Regions from separate parts of the Rattus norvegicus genome. Here region 2 is linked to region 1. The links are chromatin contacts, called in public Hi-C maps. All regions are on one chromosome and are shown on one strand. Each heading gives the region's core, a stretch centred on a gene start, on an enhancer-like site or on the middle of the called end of the contact. The rest is flanking DNA. Distances are from core to core; before and after follow the strand shown. Region 1 has its middle 17 kb from the start of Rps17l1. Region 2 has its middle 59 kb from the start of Plekhg3.

What was found. Hi-C and Micro-C count contacts between places; a contact is called where the count stands out from the background.
Region 2: a Hi-C map of the A7r5 cell line shows a contact between it and region 1, with 5 times the contacts expected there. The contact joins two enhancer-like sites. A contact is called at or near these places in 10 of 12 Hi-C or Micro-C datasets (the A7r5 cell line, Schwann cells, frontal cortex and 5 more) and 1 of 1 datasets of contacts at active chromatin or transcription factors (oligodendrocytes).

What each region holds. Positions count from the first base shown.
Region 1 is chr6:100,951,785-100,955,592 of GRCr8, forward strand. No RefSeq gene overlaps it. Among named protein-coding and RNA genes, the nearest start is that of Rps17l1, 17 kb to the right of the region's middle. Within about 2 kb of position 1,652, at least 17 of the 93 cell types and tissues checked have an H3K27ac peak or open chromatin away from gene starts, as enhancers often do. A contact at or near this core is called in the A7r5 cell line, where this site is marked.
Region 2 is chr6:101,056,293-101,060,464 of GRCr8, forward strand. It overlaps a transcript of Sptb not described here. Among named protein-coding and RNA genes, the nearest start is that of Plekhg3, 59 kb to the left of the region's middle. Within about 2 kb of position 1,734, at least 31 of the 93 cell types and tissues checked have an H3K27ac peak or open chromatin away from gene starts, as enhancers often do. A contact at or near this core is called in the A7r5 cell line, where this site is marked.

The sequences.
Region 1 (3,808 bases), core at 402-2,901:
TCTGTGGCCTCTGCTTCAGTTCCTGTCTGGGTTCCTGCCTTGAGCACCTGCCCTAACTTCCCTTCCAGTGGACTGTAAGCTGTCAGATGAAATAAACCCTCTCTTCCCCAAGTCCCTCTTCTTCATGATCTTTATCACAGCAATAGAAAGCAAACTAGGACACCACCATGCCCTCAGATAGGTCTTCTTACAGGACAGATTCAGTGCAGCCTACACTTCCCCATTCTGGCATTTCTGCAACTACACTGACACCTACTTTTGCATTTGTCTGTTTTATGCTTCCCACTGTGCTGAGTTCCAGACTCTAGCAGGTAGTGACCAGGCCTGTCTGGCCCACTGCTTTACTGTATCCTCCTAGCATAGCAGCAGGGGGAGAGATGAAAACAGCCTGGCAGGTTCTCAGTTAACTCTACCATGTAGCCCAGAAGTTTTTCTCATGGTGTATGTCTGTGTTGGTTTGAATGAGAACAACCCTGTAGGTTCATGTATTTAAATGTTTTGTGCCCCGTGGTGGAACTGTTTGGAAAGGATTAGGAGGTGTGGTCTAGTTAGAGGAATATGTCATTCAGGGTGAGTTTTGAAGTTTCAAAAGTTGGGGCTGGGGATTTAGCTCAGTGGTAGAGCGCTTACCTAGGAAGCACAAGGCCCTGGGTTCGGTCCCCAGCTCCAGAAAAAAAAAAAGAGAACCAAAAAAAAAAAAAAAAAGAAAGAAGTTTCAAAAGTCCATGCCAAGGGTTGGGGATTTGGCTCAGTGGTAGAGCGCTTGCCTAGCAAGTGCAAGGCCCTGGGTTCGATCCCCAGCTCCGAAAAAAAAAAAAAGTCCATGCCAGGGGCTGGAGAGATGGCTCAATGGTTAAGAGTATTGACTGCTCTTCCAGAGATCCTGAGTTCAATTCCCAGCGACCACATGGTAACCGTCTATAATGAGATCCGATGCCCTCTTCTGGTGTGTCTGAAGACAGCTATAGTGTCTCATATATAATAAATAAATCTTAAAAAAAAAAAAGATTGCCTTGGTCATGGTGTCTCTTCACAGCACAAAGACAATGTCCAAGAGAATCAAAACCACTGGAACACTCATACATGCATATACATCTAGGCAGAATCCATGAAAGCTATTAAGTAGAAACAACCCAAACGTCCATCAGCTGATGAATGGATAAATAAAAGGTGTGTGTAGATACAGTGGGCTTTTTTTTTTTTTTTTTTGGAAATAAGAAATAAGATGGTGCTGTCAGATACCACAGACACGAACAAACTTTTGAAACACTATGCTAAATAAGCCACATATAAAAGAGCACATATTTTCTGATTGCATTTTCATACAATTTTCCAAACACCAGCATTATAATGACAGAAAGGAGAGTACTGATTGCCAGAGACTGGGGGAGGACGGTACCAGGGAGAGATGGGAGGTTGGGTACTGGCCTCCTTCTGATGATGGAAGGGCTCAAGAACATGAGTGTGGCGGTGTGGTATGCGGACTGACATATTCAAAACACTGACTTGTAAACTTTAAAATGATGAATCTGTTATGTGAGTTGTCTCCTAGTTCAGGGAGAAAAAAACCCACTGCCTCATGTTTATATATGCTGGATGGGCGAGTGACTCATCTACTGCCTTATGTTTATATATGCTGGATGAGTGAGTGACTCATTGCTGGAAAAGATAGCAAGTCAGAGCTTTGGATCCACCCCCAGCCTTTCTGGATTTTCCTGCTAGCTCCGGTTCATGAGAAAAGTTTTCCTCTGAAGGTTGCAGTGTTGGCACCTGGTGTGAGAAAAGGGTGTGGCTGGGCTTTATCGGTGATGCTGTAAGGGCTGCCAGCGACCCCTGGATTTGGTCCATCACTGACATTTTTATTAACCTTTAGAGAGGAAGTCAGAGGTGGAAATGGCCTCCCCCAGTCCTGAAAATGACTTCAGACTAACAAAAAGCCCTTACTTGACCTCAGGCCAAATACATCATTTTAAACAGGCAAGTGAACATGTGAACATGTGTGTTTGTGTGTGTGTGTTTGTGTGTGTGTGTGTGACTGTATGTGCATGCGTGAGAAAGGGCATATGTGTGAGTGTATGTGTGTATGTGAAAGAGAGAAGTGTAAGTGTGTGTTAAAAGTCCCAGGTGGAATTGTCATTGACTTTGTTGGTGACACGTTTACCTAAGAGGTGAAAGGAAGCATGCTGGTGGTCTCTGCTCTGAAGCAATCGAGCACACCCAACAAGATGGCTGTGTACAGTGCCAGGCCTAGAAGCATGGATATAAGAAGCAGGGGCAGACACTCCCCTGTAGATGTGTTCAGAGGACCTTGTTTTGTTGGTTGAAGAAATGACATTTTGGGGGCTGGTCTCTTTGGATGTTTCTGTTCTAAGGCAAAGTAGAGAGGACAGATCTTTGGCACAGACCCTTTCTGAGAAGCAGAAAAATAATGAGAAAATCCAGACTGGCTCCTTCAAGGCTGTTCAGGGAATAAAGGCACGTGCCACCAAGCCTCATGACCATCTTTGGACCCACACAGTGAAAGGAAAAATTGTCCTCTGATGTCCATGTGAGTCTCTGTGTGTGAATGTCTCTGTGTGTCTTTGTGTGTGTGTGTGTTGGGGGGGGATGTCTGTGTTTGTGTATGTGTTTGAGTGCTTGTGTATGTTTGTGTCTGTGTGTCTGTGTGAGTGCTTGTGTGTGAGTGTTTGGAAGAGTATTTATGTGTGTGTGTGTGTGTTGTCTTTATGAGTGTATCTTTGTGTGTGTGTGGGTGAATGCTTCTGTGTATATGTGTGTATTTATGTGTGTTTATGTGTGAATGAGTGTGAGTAGGTGTGATGATTTGAGAGGGGTTCTTGTTACGAAACCCAGGTTGACTTCAAAGTCCCCCTGTCTCCTGCTTCAGTCTCCCAAATGCTGTGGGTAGGAGATGCTTAGGATCTACAAGTAGACATTTTGGTTTCCAAGCAGAAATGTGTGCGCCCACATCCTCTGGTTATTACAGACAAAAAACCCAGAGGTCTGGGGAGAAAAAGTAAACCACCCACCTTGTTTGCAAGTACAATGTGGTTGTCTCTTTTCCCACAGCATTTAGACATTTTTCTTATGCCCCTTCTATAGATGAGGAAACCAAGCCTGGATTGGGTAACTTGTTCCAAATCACATGTTTATTAAGTAGGGTTAAGCCTGGGCTAATGGATTTCAGATCTCAAAATTTCTGGGTTTCCAGAAATTTTCCTTTTTCAGTCAACTCTACTTTCTCCCAAGGACTCCCTTGTGAAACGAAAATCCACATTCCAACTCAGATAGCAGCAAAAAGAAAGCTACAGCGTGGCTGGGAATGCCAGCAACAGGGACGCCCAAAGAGGTGAGGGTAGGGGACAGGGAGGGCACAGGCTCCCGCAGCTGCTGGGATTTTCAGAAACTATATGAGGGGAGGTAAATCTGCACAGGTATGGAGACCAGCATCCTAGGCAGTGCACATAGACAAGTTTCCCTGAGGCCTCTTTGAGGGGCAGAAGGGGCTAACAAAGGCTTTGCAGAAGAGAGCAGGAAGGAGGTCAAGTGAGCTACATTCTGCTATTATAACTAAGGAAACTGAGGACGAATAGAACAGGTGAAATCCTGCCAGGTGGCATCCTAACTCCCACAGCATTTTGCAAATGGTCTCTTTTCTTTTTTTTTTTTTTTTTTTTTGGTTCTTTTTTCCGGAGCTGGGGACCGAACCCAGGGCCTTGCGCTTCCTAGGCAAGCGCTCTACCACTGAGCTAAATCCCCAGCCCCTTAATGGTCTCTTTTCTTAATCGCAAGCCAAGTATCTCAAGAT
Region 2 (4,172 bases), core at 484-2,983, 100 kb after region 1:
AATAAAATCTTAAAAAATAAATTTATAAAAAAAAAAAAAGAAAAGAAAAAGAAAAAGAAAAAATGCATTTCCAGGATCCGCCAGCAGGTGGTGTGGGGGACTGCAGACAGACCATTAATTCCACAGGCCAAAATATCCTGACTCAGGACCACAGTGATGCTCAGTGAATTAAGATGTACCCGTAAGCAAAAGGACCCTGCTGACAGAGTTTTCTCTACTGTTAATGTTGGTGAGAGCCAGGGGGCATGGGTGGACCTCAGAATAGACTGCTCCACATTAGCAGTGACATAAGTTCTGGAACACTAGCCTAGAACAGACATAGAGGGAGTGTCAAGGATGGAGGTCTCCAGGCTGGTCAGTGTCTACAACCTTGGTAATGTTAGGGTCTACATGGGGGAAGGTTCTTCTAAAAGATGAAGGGTCCGGGTGAGGATGACGGTATCTAAATGACCATGTGCTAAGTGCCAAGTTCTCTACACACATTCTGTCTTGCAAGCCTTTCAGCCTGTTGTACAGACTAGGGGGAACAAGAAACCTGCCCACAGTCACATATCTAACAAAGGTGGGAAATAGGTCTGCCTAGCTCCAAACACAATGCTCTTTCTATTCAGTCTAGGTGTGTTTGTGTGTGTATAGAAGTACCATGGCTCCTGAAGAAAATATCACCCGATGAGGTTCTCAGTCTAAAGATGTGCCAGCTTACATAAGGCATGTGGCCAACTCGTTAAGGTGGTGCAATCACATCCAAGCTACACTGGAAGGAGCTGGAAATGGGGTTTGCACCACAAAAGACACAGTGCTAGATGCCTTAGGCAACCGAACAGTACCAGGTGAGAGCCGGGTGAGCAGAGCCAGTTCAGGATGTTTATTCTCCCCAGTGTCTGATGTCTTGGCTCCTGGGCTCTGAGAAAGAAGGGATGTCTAGACAGTTTGTAAAGGCTGCTTGAAGACAGCTGTTCTCAAGAGAAGAAAAAGACTCGGTTTGCCGAGTTGAAAAGCAGCCAAAGATAGGGACACATGAAGACTTGGGGTAGACAGAGACCCCAAAGGAGAAAGGAGAGGCTGTGCTGAACCAGAAGTGTGGGGGTGGGGAAGGAAAGGCAAACTGTGGCAGATGGCAAGCAGCCCTGCAGATGGCAGGCCAAGAGATGGTGAGGGGCTCCCAGAAGTGGGGTTTGGAAGTAAAGAGGCTCAATTCTACACCCCAATGGCCAGCTGTCATCTGATATGTCTACTGGGGCACTTGGGTGAGATGGAGGGAGGATGGTACAGGCCCCAGAACAAAGCAAAAGGAAGTGGGGAATCAGTTTGTAGGTTTCTCTTGGACACGGGAGATCTGGTCCACTGTCCCCAGAGGAGAGCGAGGGAGGTGTCTTCAGAGTGGTTTTCAATGTGCATGACCTGTGTGCTGACTTTAGAGGAGCTGGTGGCGGCTGGGTTTCTTGGTGACCTGGATCTTGGCCACCGGTTCCCCATCCACTTCTGAGGTCCTTCCAAATGTTAGCGAGCTGAGTCTCATGCTGAGTCCATCAGTATCGGGGAACAGGAGGACATACAGCTTGAAACAAGGAACTTGGGGGAGATTTTACAGCAGAAGGACCAGACATTAGCATCTGGCATAGGGAAGAGAGAGCTGGGCACACCCTGCTGTGGGTAATGTCCAGAAAGAGAGCAGGTTTCTCCAGGGAGCCAGGGCGCAGTGCCAGACTGCAGGCGGACACACCCTTGCCACGCTGACTCAGGCATCCTGGGGAGACAGAAACACGCCCAAGTTTGGGGCAAAGCTGACGTCTGTTCTGGGCTGAGACTGCCCATTTGGAACAAAGGATTTGCATTTGAGGCAAAATGTCTGAAAAAGCTGCTCTTCATGGGTGGGGAGGGGCAAGGACTGGGAAGGCTCTTCAGGCAAGAAGAAACACAGCTGCTGCCCCCCACCCACAGCATCCGCCAACGTCAGAGCCCTACTGCCAGCTGCTGGCTGCTGAGTAAAGCTCTGGGCTGCTGGGGGCAACTGGCTGGAGCTAGCAAGGCCTTGCCACAAAGGTGGCCATAGACCCCGATCCCAGTGCCTGCACAGTCCCTGGGGTATTGCCCCTCACTCACAAGTGCTGGCTGTTCTCCCAAAGCCTCTGAGACAGGAAGGAAGACCAGCAAGATTCAGATCACCCCACAGCCCTACTCTGACGCTCAGCCTGTCTCAAGGGAAGTCGGCTGTGTGGCCATTCATGGAAGGTCACACTTAAAATGCAGTGTCTGTGAACCATCCTGAGTAAGACTGTTCCTGCTCAAGGTTGACCATGAAGAACACCCACTTGGATACTGTTTGGAGTGGCCTTGTTCCCAGGGTCCCCCTACACTGCACACCAGGTCTAGCCTGGGGACCTGGAGTCAGGAAGGGTATGTTGGTTCCAAACTGAGATTGTTTCTTGTTACAGTGCCCTCCAACCCCCAGCCAGCATCCATGTCATAAAGGGGTGTCACTCCTGTAATCCCAGCACCCCTGCAGGGACCCTGAAACAGCGGTGTGTAGGAAGAGGTCTTGAGCTTGGAGGGAACTCGCACTCTTTAACACCATGAGAGCTCACGCTCCTCCCTCCTAGGAGAAAACACCTTCCCTCAAATAAGACACTGGAGAGTCTGAGTCAGCAAGGCCTGGGCGATGAAGAACACTTAGGGGAGCCCAGAGACCCTTTCCCAGGGGAAGGGAAGGCACATACGGCAGAGAGGGTGCCGGCCCCTTGTCAGAACGTCCTCTTGAGTTACACTCTGGCTGAAGGCACAAAGAAACAATCAGGACCCCTCAGGGCTCCACTGCTGGCACTATGCAGGTTTGAACCTCAGCTCTTCCCTCAAACAGGGACATGGCCAAATGCCCTAGGCTGTCACCTCTCCTTCCCCATCCTGCTTCACAGTATTTGCTGGGGGTCTCAGAGTTAGGAGCAGATGGGAGGAAAACAGGAAAGTCATTTCCCCCAGCTTTTCCCTTGAAAGGCTGCATCACTGACACATGGGAATGTGGACTTTCTGTAACCCTACGGAAAGACCTTTATAAGGCAAGAGAAGAGACTTGGGGATGGGATGGGGAGGTTCCAAAGCCACACAAGTTAAACAGAACCAGAGACCAGACCCCAAACACTCCGACTTCATTCCGAGTGTTGCTTCTTGTGATGCCTTGTCTCTCTGGCTTGGCCTCACACTTACCTGTGGGAAGTGACTGATTTTTACCGGAATGCCCTCTAACATGCAGAGGCAGGGGCAGTAGTGGCAGTGCACAGTGATGGTTTGGCAGCTCAGTCATTGCATGTGCACACACGGGAAGGGGAAGGTTGGATCAAGGCCCACAGGGTGCTGCCTGTGGGATGCACTATGCAGGCAGGGTAAGGGTGCTTGGTCCACTCCCATTCGTAACTCCAGCAGGAAGCGACATGCATTAGTAAGAGCTTTTACAAGAAGCGATGTGGCATGTGTATATACTACAGGACCCGACACCAGACTGCACAGACAGGAGAGCCACAGCACCCCGGCCAATCCATGAGAAGGCGCAGCAGACAACTGAACCTTCCTGAGATGGGAAGAGGCTGTCAAGGGCAGTCAAAGGGGGCTGCAGTGAGCTTAGGAGGACCTCTCCAAAACGAGGTTGGGCTTTCTGTCTGCATGGGCTCCATCCTCTTTCTCACATCAAAGGTGATTTGGAGTTACGTCCTCCCCCCTGCATCTTTAAGGCTTGGGAAGAAGCTGCAGCAGGAAGAAGGTTGTCTCCAGGAGGCCCTGGGCCTGGTGTTCATTTGATTAGCCATCTGGTTGCTTTCTGGTACAGACAGGGGCTGCTTTTCCAATCTGGTGAATGGCTGGCTGCTCAGCAAGGATCTCCCCTAGGGGCTCACTCCTCCCCCAGAGAAACACTCGGATTTAAGCAAATTTTATTCCTCCCAACCCAGTTGGTATTCAAGTGTTGGATGGAGGTGGCTCAGGGGCGCATGTAGTTCCATTTGCACAAACGTACACGTACACGACAGACAATGGTGTCGAGATGCTCAGGTGGTCATGAAGCCCGCACACCGGGGACACCACGGCATGCAGACACACAGGGATGCAGGGCAGAAGCGCAGGTGGAGGCAGGAGGCAGGGACAGCTCCAGCCCTGTTCACAGTCCATAGGCCCTGGAGTTCTCT